2 separate regions of the Drosophila melanogaster genome follow, and region 1 is linked to region 2. A link is a contact called in public Hi-C data. All regions are on one chromosome and are shown on one strand. Each heading gives the region's core, a stretch centred on a gene start, on an enhancer-like site or on the middle of the called end of the contact. The rest is flanking DNA. Distances are from core to core; before and after follow the strand shown. Region 1 holds the start of CG14369. Region 2 holds the start of lncRNA:CR45914 (long non-coding RNA:CR45914).

What was found. Hi-C and Micro-C count contacts between places; a contact is called where the count stands out from the background.
Region 1: a contact with region 2 is called in a Hi-C map of the Kc167 cell line, with 2.6 times the contacts expected there. The contact joins the promoter of CG14369 here to the promoter of lncRNA:CR45914 in region 2. A contact is called at or near these places in 17 of 107 Hi-C or Micro-C datasets (the Clone 8 cell line, the D17-c3 cell line, the Kc167 cell line and 7 more) and 1 of 6 datasets of contacts at active chromatin or transcription factors (the S2 cell line).

Annotation. Positions count from the first base shown.
Region 1 is chr3R:13,588,127-13,594,303 of dm6, forward strand. It overlaps CG14369, which reads right to left and starts at 4,531. Exons shown (of 1, transcript NM_142038.2): 1 at 3,506-4,531. The coding sequence starts at 4,488. The coding sequence ends at 4,150. CG14370 reads left to right here. Exons shown (of 1, transcript NM_142037.2): 1 at 1-599. The coding sequence starts at 61. The coding sequence ends at 459.
Region 2 is chr3R:13,462,318-13,468,388 of dm6, forward strand. lncRNA:CR45914 (long non-coding RNA:CR45914) reads left to right here and starts at 4,178. Exons shown (of 1, transcript NR_133392.1): 1 at 4,178-4,405. side-IV (sidestep IV) reads left to right here. Exons shown (of 17, transcript NM_001260157.1): 17 at 205-1,867. The coding sequence ends at 444. mir-252 (mir-252 stem loop) reads right to left here and starts at 1,994; the gene lies at 1,902-1,994. It also overlaps asRNA:CR17025 and asRNA:CR46354.

The DNA of each region.
Region 1 (6,177 bases), core at 3,281-5,780, 130 kb after region 2:
TTTGCATTTCAAGAGTCAATTTCCCTGCTGAGTTTGCTGCATAAGTTCGAGATTGTGAAAATGGTCAAGCATCTGGACAATGGACTTGTGTTCTACCGACTGATGCTGAGCTTTCCGCTAAGAATTGCACTGTATGCGGTGTACGTTTACCTGGAGAATTTGCTGGGGCTGATGCTTTTGATCCAGGAAGTTCTGGTCCTTCAATTTCTATTCCTCTGCATGGTCATCCGGTGGGTATACCCACCGTGGCCAGCAAATGGTATCGCTTCATCGCTGAGGTTTCGCACACGGAAAGCCCTCCAGATCTTCCTGACCATCTGGATCGTATTGCTCAACACGACCACCTATACGTGGAGCATCCCATGCCAGGGCATCATGCAACTCAGCCGACTATTCCGGATATGCGCCTATAGTCGCACCTGGATCATGATACAGCGCCACAATGGCGCCCGACGCTGAAAAATTATCCTGCGAGAGCAATAAACGTTCGCAAGTGCATGAAATTTAATGCTCGGTTGGTGGACTCAAATCCGCATTGCTCTGCGCGGTATTTGGAGTAAAGCAGGGTATAAGTGGTTAATAAAAATTGAACTAAAAATATGCATATTTGGCCATTAGTCCCAATTCCTATGAGAACTTTCAATAATTTTCGATCGATATATTGTTGTATTGTGGAAATGGAAAATTTTGGGTAATTTAAAATAGATTTTTAGTGAATCAAAATGTTCTTAATACACTCCTATGGCATGCACAGTACCTTTGAGTCGACTATAACGATCTTAATTTAGTTTTTTGTTTTGGAATGGGGAATGTCGCCAAATGCATCCGCATTCGTATTCGCTTTTAGCGTGCGCAATTACACTTGAAGAAATCCTGGGGATTTCATGCGAAAATCCATTTGTCACAATGCCGAGTACGTGCGGCACCAGCGCTGCAGCTCCAGCTGCAGCAGTGCGTGTAAATGTGTCGTCCGGGCGAGTCCTTCGGGTCGGGTCCTGGGGATCCTTTGCGTCCGTCCCTTGCCAGCTGCAGAGCTGCACAGCTAGCTCCACCAAACTGATTCCGCTGCAGTGCCGTTGCTCTATCACAATGACACTTCATTTCAGTTGGCCTCTGCGGCAAGGACTGACTGCTCGATGCTTTGCCAAAATATATGTACACATCTACATGTCGCACCGTATCCGTGTATCTGTATCTCTGCCTCTGTATCCGCATCTGTAACTGTATCTATGGTCACTGCCGGGAGCTTTTGGCTGAGAAAATGGCCAGCTCTGGATTATTTGAAGCCGACCGAGTGCGTTCGTTCGGCTAATGGAGTTGTTCCAAAGGATTCAAGGAGTAAGAAGTGTGTGTGTGCGCTGTAGCGCGTTAACTTAAAGGACTTTTGATAATGTATTATTTATGTCTTACCTCATTGTTGTAGTATTAGATATGCACAATAAACCCACTGACTCCTTTGGCAAAAGAATGCCACAATAATTTGCCGGCATCGCCACTTGGCCGAGAACAAAGGCCAAAGGATTTAAATCAAAAGTGCTCCATTCGAGCCCTTGATCTGTGCAAACCGCCCTCGCTTTTCACAGATTTCAAGTGCGAAAGCGAACGCCGCACAAGTTTTCATAATCATGAATATTGTTTATCGCCCTGTGAGCAGCTCCAGAGTTCCCAGCCTTTGCAAGTGCATTTGAGCATAATGAGATAGACTCCTCCGTACGCCGAGCTCCGTACTCCGTTTTCCCGACCCCGTGTTCCATGTTCCGGATTTCAGACTACGGCGGAGTTGATTCGCAGTTGAGTTGCAGTTTAAGCCTCTCGCCAAGTGCTAAGTAAAAAATAACCGGGCCATAACAAAAGACTACAAAGAAAAAGTGGTCTTTAGACACTTGACATAGCGCATTGAATAAAGTGGGTATGGTATACATAGAAGCCCTTTTTGCACTAACAAAAAAAAACCCCCTTTAATTGGCTGGCCATGGTATTTGCATGAAATGTTGTTTGAAGAGTTTACAGCGTATTTACACATAGAATTACATAAATGCTGAGCGTATTAACTTTAATTGAAAAGTATTTTTAATTAATAAATTTCAACACATTGGCGCCAGGACACACACACACTAACATAATTGCAAGTGCCCACTCTGCGCGTTAAAAGGCAATCATCACAACAATAACAATATAATGTCAGCACAAACAACTGCATCCGACATATTTGTATGTAAAGTATATATATGTTTGTATATATATATATATTTATGTATATATAAACTGTATAGTACATCGTATTGATATGTCAGACAATAACAATGGCAAACGGAACAGCGACCGGCGGAAAAAAGGTTAATTGACCAACAAATAACTTAATTAAATCAAATGAAAATTAAACAATTCAATTTTTAATGAGGTTCGCTGGTTTTGACCTCGTTTCAATTATGAAAATGCAAGCACAATGGGCACAAGTGCCCGGAGTAGGCAGCTCCCGGATGACTGATTGGCCGGCTGGAGGTCGTTCCCGCCCATCCGGAAAAGCGGAAAGCTGGAAAAGTGGCCGTGGCACATCTGACAGCTCTATTAAAATTTCGAATACCCTCAATTTGGACCGCCTTTTCACAACCACTTGCCCATTCTTGTGCGTGAAAAAGGTGGTCAGACGAAACTATTAATTACAGGTGGTTAACAAAAAAAAAGGGGGTAAGCATGGGATTTTGGGAATGGGAGCCAAGTGCCCGAAACATGTGTCTATCTATCTACTAATTACTAGGATATTTAAGCATAAAGTCCCTTCAAATACTAATTAACTAAAACAAAGTTTCCCTATCGTATAGAACTAAAAGTAATTTTAAAACTCTTGAAATATTAAGCAGAACTCTAAATTGAAATCATGGTTTAATGTATGTTGAAGATTTTAAATATCCGTCCATGTATGACCAAAAAAATAAATCAATTTAGTTTTATATAATTATATATGGATACAATTATTTCAATTCGCCCACTAATTAATACTTCTATCATTTTTAACATTTAGCAGGCAATATAAAAATGCATTTCCATTGAGTTTGTGAGACTGTTAAGGCAAAAATCACCATTGCTGTTACAGCAGTCCTGTTGAATCGATAATTAATTTTTAATGATTTACAACGTGACAACTGCTTGTATAACGATAATTCAATATTATAGCAGATCAACTATCAAAACTGAAACATTTTCCGCTGCGCTCTCTTCAACAATTCACAAACCGAATGCGTTCATCTGATCCCATTGGGAGTGAAGTTCATAAAAAGGGCATAAATTATGTAAATTGATTAAAAAATTGAGCATACCTCGGCAATAAAATGATTATAAATCTGAATGAATAAACAATAGCCACTTGCGAAACTGCAACAACTGCAGGACAGCACTTATAATAGAGTAACAATTTACAACTGCCGGTGGAGTGGCAATTGAAACTAAGACCGTTGAGGAATGTATTTTATTTGATTTGGCTGGTTCCCTTCTTTGGTTGGTTGTTATTGTTGTGCGTTTAATGAATTTTATTGATTGCAAATACAAAATAAGAACAGCATCACGTAAATGGAAACCATTTACAGCTTAAAAATATTTAATTACCAACCGCCCATTGCCCACCGCGCCGATTGGGCAGCGGATTTTCGATGGGTTGTTGTGGGGTTCGAAATGTTTCAGGTCTTGCCACCAAATTGCAATTAATCTTCTTTTAACAGCAAACTTTTGATCCGCTTTATTTGCATTTCGCTGCGGCCCCACAACAACAACAGCAGCAACAAATAAGGTGGTCCCACGGAGGGAAAATAACGAAAATGCTTGTCATAAAAAATTATCAAGGGTTAAAAATTATGTTACGCGTTTCATTTTGGTCGCTGCGAAATGATTTATGCAAAATCTGTGCAAAATGAATATAAATTGTGCAATTTCATGTTCTTCATTTTTTTTTTATACGCGCCCCACCTCTTCAACTTAGCTCAACTTTTTCCCTGTGTCCGGCAAATTAATTTAAAAGCACCAACAATAAGTAAAATAACAAACTGCGAAAGGGTCGACGCCGCTCCTTCCTGGCCATTATTTATAATCTCACATTGAAAAGGGGTTCTCTAATCGATTTTTCGCTCTGTCTTTTCGTTCTCTCACAAATCTGCATTAACCGATGATAATTTTCTGATAGCCCAGGTAGCCGGGATAGTAGCCACTGCCATAACCATAATAGCCAGGCGATGGTGAGCCATAGTAGTTGTACGGATAGCCAGGATATGCCCAAGAATAGCCACTGGCCCAGTTGAGGAACGGCAATCCGCCGATGCTGCCGCTGAAGAAGATGCCACGCCTTCGACGAACCGGAAGCAGATTTCGCTGCGAATCCGCAGCGCCGCCAATTTCCTGCTCCAATGACAGCAAATCCGTTTTTACATAGCCAACTGGTGCCACATCCTTGTCAACAGCCGACGCGCCACTCAAGTGCGTGCCCAGCAGCAAAATCATCGCCAGAGGCAGCAACAGCAATCGCAATTGCAATGGCAATGGCATATTTAATTATTTAATTTAACGATGAAAATATGATATTTATATTTAATTCAATCGACAAACCGCGTCAATGATTTCCACACAACTGCCAGTCAAAGAGCCGCCGCTGTTTCCTATTTATATGTAGAGTGAGTACTTCGATTGAATTTAATGCCAACACCATTGGCGTTTGTTTTTAAATTTAAAGCTCGCTAATTGAAGCCAATGCTAATGCCTTCATTCAGAACGCCCGCAAAAAATTGGTGGCCAATAAAAAGCAGTACAAGAGCTGAAGACAAAAAAAAGGTTCTAACAAATGTGACGTATTAGTCGAGCCAATCAATGTGGTATAGAATCATAGGAACTCAAAACAGCAGATGCAATGAAGATTGGATACCCTAATGTTATTTATTTTAATATAAATAAAGATACTGCTAATAGATTTATTAACATTAAATTATGCAGAACTTTTTTTCTATAGCTATGTTTTCCCAACTTTAAATGAAAAACCAAGCACATTATTTTCAATGCGATAGGTGTTCGTTTTTAAGTATCTTAATTGGAGGCAATTAAAATTTGTTTATAAAAAATTCAGGAGCAGTCAAAACACGATTGCAAAAAGTCATATGAAATAAAGCCGGGAAAATTGTATAACTCAATCAATACGAACACGATACTTTCATGTTGCTGTTTTATGTGAAAGGTGCAATTTTAAAACGAATTTTTAGGATTATGTAACCTATTTAACCTACTCGAACCGAGAAAAATCATTTAATGTGGCTTTGTGGCTTGACCAGGGACTCACAACACCCTCTCGAAGCTTATACCTAAATCGCTTTATGAACCAAATTATGAAGGCTTGACAGCATTTGTCTGATGCTCGTCGCAAATACCCTCACTACTGCCATTCCGACCGAACACCACCCAATACCACTCATTTGCCGCCCGACAAAAGTGCCAGACCTTGTGTCCCTTTTCACACATTACGCATACGCCACGTTGTTGCGTTCTTTCATTGCGTTGCGTTCGCTTTGCTAGCTCGTTGGCTGCCAATTGACACATTTCATGTTCAGATATGCGTAAATAACAATTATTGTAATTTTTCAAAGCGCTCGTTGCGAGACAAAGCGCAGACTTGTGACAATTCAGCGATAATACATAAAAGCGTAACCTTAACCGACAGCGTGTAAACCTTGAACTTGAGTGACATGGGCAAAAAGGGCGCCAAATATTTTTTTTTTTTCTTTCTTTTTTTTCTCTTACCCTCTTTTGTGTACAATGTTCCTGGCTGCCGTTGTACTCCTCACCCCTATACTACAATATATAAATATGTGCCGATTTGCCCATGTCGGCGTGAACATACAACCACATATGTGTTTGCCAATGTGTCAACATTTTAGATTGCCTTGCATGATTTGCAAGAAAAATGAAGACAATAGTTGAGTTTTACACTCTCCACTCAACAAATTCAGCAGAAACAACAGCAACACGAGGGCCAAGTACCGCTGTCAGCATGTCACGCGATTTGTTGCCTCCGAACGAGTATGAAATGAATATATTTGTTATAAAAGAAAGTCATGGCCCGCTGTTTGTGGGTGTCACCGGGTACTTTTTATCCCCGATTAACAAGTGCAATGCGCACAGAGTAGACACTAGAACGATGGTAAA
Region 2 (6,071 bases), core at 2,928-5,427:
AAAAACTAATATCTATGAAATATTCCTAAAAAAAAAAACAATCTGATATGTGTTCATAGAGTCTGATAACTTTGATTTCGATATTTTGACAGCTTATGCTTAAGGCTTTCGGTGATGGTTATATCATACATTACCTCATGGTGTTCCTTTCGGGGCTTTCCTCTCATGCATTCTTCTCCCCTCCAAAAATCGCACTCCATACAGAGCTATGCTACACTGAACAAAAAGGGCATCACCACCTGCAGTCCGCCGTTGGGTTCGCTGAACTATAGTGTGAGCACCTCGACGCCCACGTCCTCGTACCACCTGACGCCCCAGCCCATGGAGGTCAGTCTGCTGAGTCCGAACAATCCGTCGGTGACGTCGTCGTTGAGCGAGTACCGATTTCGCACCGGTCCAGAGATCGTCACCACCTCGAATCGCATACAGGAAAGTTGTATATAAAGCTACCACACCCATACTTACTTCTGAGTGTACAAAAAACCAAATGATATAGAGTGGCAAATGTATTAATACATGAGTATCGTACCGCATCGTATCGAATAATATCCTAGCAGCTAGACGTATTTATTCGCATGGTTTGAGGAAAGACTTCTCCTAGCTCGTAAGCATCTTGTGTACTTAATGCAATGCCAAAAGTGTAACTGCAATACACTCGTTTTGTAAATAATCGTTGTCATCTGTTGTTGTAATTAAGCCAAGCCAGATAAGGAATATATTCTCGTGGAGAGAGAGAGAGAGAGAGCAGTAAACGAAACTACTTCTAAAGAACATATCGTTTAACGTTTCACCCACACACCCATATCCAATATCCAATATCCGAAATCCCGATATCCTGGAACCCAGATCCATACCCTATCCTATTCCGAAAAACAAACGCTGTCAACTTAACATATCGCCGACATCCTAACGCTCGCTAAGCTAACCCGAGATCATTGTTGTGCGCAAAAAATGCAAGAAACATAAGCAAACTTGAGCAGGCCGATTGCAACTAATTTACGCCATATTTAGTATACCAATAAACGAATATATATCCATTTAATCTGAACAGGACCTGCACTCTTCCAGAGTTCCCGGCAGAGTACTGCGGGAGTCGCATTTGTGAGAATATCATGTCCATATCCTCTATGAAAGTATTACCTATTGATTTTCGTTTCGATTAACTCGAGTGTTTAAGTGTAGCTACCACATACGTGTATTTAACTAGACCTAAGTAGTCCTAATTAGCGGTCTAAGCGATATGTACATACATGATTATACAGAAGGCCGGAACTCTCCGGCACTCCGGTATTCCGGAATTCCGTTGCTCCGGTGGTCCGGTACTCTGGCACTCCTCCACTCCGGTTTTCTGAGATTCTCCCTGTAATTTGAAATTGTCTAACCGCTCCGAACCGGCAACTGTATATAGTTCATAATTTATTGTGAGGACGAAATGTGCCGTTCGCTCCGATGTACGTTGTGTTGCCCCCATCTAGGATTAAATTAAGCATTTATAGAACAATTGCAATGCCGCAACATATGTACAAAATCTTCGGAGCGATCCGAAGGGTGTGTGTCCCTTCCAGAGCCTCGCACTTTGGCACTTGAAACCCTCAGTCCTGAATTCTAAACTCAGACTGAGGTTACAGTGGCGTTTCTTCCCTGGAGCGGGCACCTTACAGCTTGAGGATAGTATATGTATCTGAATAAAAAAGTGTATGTATCTTAGAGAATTGCTGCCACTTAATCCCGAAATATATGCGGCGGCAGGCGATACTTGTGCGCTACGAACGGTAAAACGCAAAGATTAGTATAATTTGTCAAGCCTAGTTTTTGTAACTATTAGGAGAAATATTAAATACAATTAAATTATAACTAAATGGAATCGAAACACTGAGCAGCGTGTATTCTTTTGCTGGGCAACTCGCCGCTTTAATAAGCACTTGGGCAGCAGGAGGTATTGCGGACACGAACCTAACTCCTGCGGCACTAGTACTTAGGAAAGCGAACTTGGTAAGTAGGCGGCACACTGTACATCTAGTTTTAACATCCAATATTCACCCTTGATCTCGAGATATTCTCCGGGTTCCGTGGCCCCATGTTCTGCAATGATAAATCAATTAGTGCGAAAGTACTTTCTCTGGATCACTGTCACAAGTGACAGCTCAAAGATGCCTCCATCCGCTCGGTAAGGTTATTGTGTTCTGAACTATGCACTTAATCGTTTAGTTTCTGAGTTATTAATATCTGTACGAGATACTTAACCTTCTGTGGCAGCTGTCTCATCAAAATGTTTTCCTCCCCCAAAAAAATATAAATATTTCTCTACAATTCCTGTTCAATTTCCCGACCCTCCCTCCTCGCAGTCCGTCTGCATGTAGATGTGTATCATTGCAAGTCGTGTACGGCTAGTAACCTCTTGCACATAATACATAAGTTTATTAAATTTAAATTGGCTTAATTGACCCTCATTCGTTTTCCGTTGCCCGATGCCCAATGCCCGATGCCCGTATTCGCCGGCAGCGTTCAAAATTGCTCCATGACAGACGACAACGATGTGGCTGGTATGGCTGTGTGACTGAGTGTTTGTGTTTTTATTTCGCTGCTGCCTTCATTGCTGGAGCATTCAAAGTCAATTGAATTTAAACGAATAAAACGAATGAAACTACATACAATGCGATGCCTGCCACAGAGTCTTATTGTTGCCGCATTGCCCGATTATGATTGCCACTGCTGCCGGGGCAAAAGCGTCAAGTACTTGTCAGAAAAGCAGAGGAGCCAGAATACGACAATACAACAATTTGTCAGCCCAAGATGCACAGCAAATGGTTGGATGGGCTGAATGCATTCATCAGCTAAATTAGAATATACATAGATTAATCAGAGCACAATAACACTTAGTTATTTGAGTCCGATTTAGCAACAGCTAAGGCAACGGCCGTCGTGGAAAATCTGTTGCATTTCCTGATTGGCATTAACTACGGCTTTTGTCATCGCAGAACATTTTGATTTGGTCTATTAGATTTTCCCATTTCACGATTTGTGCAGAGATTTGAGTGAAACTTGATTTGATATGATTGAAGCTTAATGGCGTGAAATATAATCACTTAAGATGCTATTTACGAGAAAAAACATTACTAATTAAATGGAATTTTTTCAAATCACCTAGATTAGTCAATGAGATAGTTTATAGCTTAAGTTGCATTTTAATTGCAGCTTTATTTTTATAGAATTTCTAAGAAAAAACTTATTTAACTCTCTTTTTACACACCATCGATTCTAATATTTCTCCCTCCTATTTTTTCTTCAAAGAGTTGTTTTTGGCTTCCTTAACCTTAAAATGTACTGAATTGTTTTCATGCTGAAATAAAGTGAATTATGTAGAGCATATTCGTTTATCGCATACATACTTTAGCTTTCTGGTGATTCCAAGCAAGGGAGTGGGTGTGAGATAGAGATCCCCACTCGCCGGAAAGTCTCATCGCTGATGTTGTTGCTGTGGATGTTGCTGTGGTGGCCGCTCGGCGACGAGAACTTTGATTGCGATTATCGCGCCTTGGGTAGGGTCTTAACCCCGAACGGAGAATTGACCAGTAGTCGTCGATCTCAAAACATATATATTTTCGTGCATACTAATATGGAATTTTAATTGATGAGCAACTCGAACCGACTCGAGCTAGATTGTGCGAAGTACCGATTTCGACTATGCCTCAGTTGATGTTGCATAGATATACATAGATTTCACTGGGCTTTCGGGAGTCCAAGATCTGAGGTCCGAGTTCGAGAACGCGGAGAACATTGCCGCTCGAGGGCGATTCCACAACTGATTTGTGCAGTGATCGCGCGGACAGTCGTTGGATTTTTGAAAATAACCATCAATTCATTACTCTCCCTGTGTGTGTCTTCCGATGCGAGTGTGTGTGTGTGTGCGGGCCTGTGTGTGTGTAAGAGATCGCCCTCATATGCGTAACGGAGCACAGTGTCCGTGTATTGGTGCGCGTCAATTCCGCAACAAGAAGAGCGATTTCCCCGCCCACTTTCCATTTGGCACTTTCCACCCCGAACTGCAGTTGATTACTGACTAAGCCGGCCATCTCAACTATCCCGCATATAGTCGAATTGAAACTGAACTGAAATTGAAATTGAAATAGAAGCATTCGCCTCGAAATAGCCGCCTCCCATTCATGTGAGATTATTTAATCGCACTCGCTCTCTGGCTCGTTACAGTTCTGCTTGTTTTCCATCTCGGATCTTAAATCACCATCGCCGACGGCTTTTCACACAAACAGATTGTCCAGCCGCATAATAGATTAGGCTGGTCCTCCGTCACCCGCCTCCACCTCCGCCCCCAACTCCCCCCTGACCAACACACTCCCCCAATTTCCCATTTTCCATTCGCTGGCCAAGTTGCTAATACGCTTGGCGGGATTATAACCATATGCCGGGGAGATTCAATTTTTGTCCACTTCTGGATTCGGGCATTATGCACTTCTGCCGCTTAAGACGATGATGTGCGATGATGTGGGTGCTCGGGAGGTGGCAAATAAAATGCCGGGATTCCCATATTCTCACACTCAACTTCTAGTACGGACCATTTAATGGTCCATTTAATCTCAATATAAATAATTTATTTGAAAGACGGTTTGCACATAGTTAAACATAAATATAAATATGTGCACGAATATAACTGTTTTAGATATATTATTTCATTGTATATTGTGCGAAAAGCTTGATGAAGAAGTGGTTTTAAAAAATATTTTATAATTTTAAATAAATCTTGCTTGTTATTTTACTTTTAATAAGATAAGTCTTTACCAAAGTTGTTCGACCTTCTGAGGCAAGTGTAATAAATTCCAATTATTGCATCACTTATTGAGCTTCTCATTGGCTTGATATCTTAATTGCAATTGCGCTTATCACCCCTCCGTTCAGAAGATTTGAAATTTATTTGTTGAGGTTTAATAGTATGCTATTATATTTATATTATATTATGAAACATTTATTTCCATATATGATGTAAGGACAGGATATTTAAATTTATTTGACATTATTTGATAAGGGGAAACCAACTGACATTCGGATAAATGACCCGCACTGTGGAGCTGTCCTAAAAATTAAGACTTGGATGAAGGAACTAAGCTTGCGATTGCTGGAAGTATTTACAAGTTCTCACGAACACTCCACTGATTCGTTGATGTGTGCTCACTTAGTTGAGTGAAGAATTTCAATTAATTCAATTGGAGCGGATCGCCAAGTAGGTAGTGGGCACTGTCAACGGCGGACCGTCGTCCATTTCCATATCTAGTGTGAATCCAAGATTCTTTTCGTATCTGGAATAGTCGTATCCACATACATACGTATGTATGCTTGTACAGCTTCCTTATTACGGGGCATACATCATCAAATAGGCCACGGTATATATATACATATATGCACATACATATGGATAGACATGGAGCACGTTATTCCAAGTAAGCGATTGTAAAACTGGAGAGCAGGACAAGTCAACTTAAATAGCTCTTACGGCCGGCGCGGGGATCTGGGAAATGGGTGTACTAAAAGTCCCCGCCCACTTTTTCCGGCCACAAAACCAATAAAAAGGGACGAGGGCGTTACTGTAACCCTTTCCATCCCGTCCCGGCCATAACTGCAGCCGGAAAATGGGCCAAATGGTAACCCACTCAATAGGTACATCGATTTTCGCACACTTTGTTGGCTTTGGGGAGAGTGGAGCCATGAAAAGATTAAGGTGAAATCCACAAATTTGGCGCAAATGAATTTTCTTTTTATGTTTTTTACACATCTTAAATTTTTTATTATTATGCCATCCTTTGTTGTACGTTTTTCGATCCTCATTCTATTACACTTGGCATCGGTTTCGCATCGCCAGGTCTAGGACTCCCCCCTCCATCTCCTCTGGATTTTTCCCAGCTTTTCCCTTTTTTTATCCAACCAGCGAATTGGAGAAATTTGCGTGCGTGTTTTGAATGAGAATTTGTTGCATATTTGCCTGCCTGCCTGTTGGCTTTTTTGGGGGTTTTTGTATTTTTCGTATCCTGGGCAAATGGAAAAAAATAGACGTGGTAAGTCGA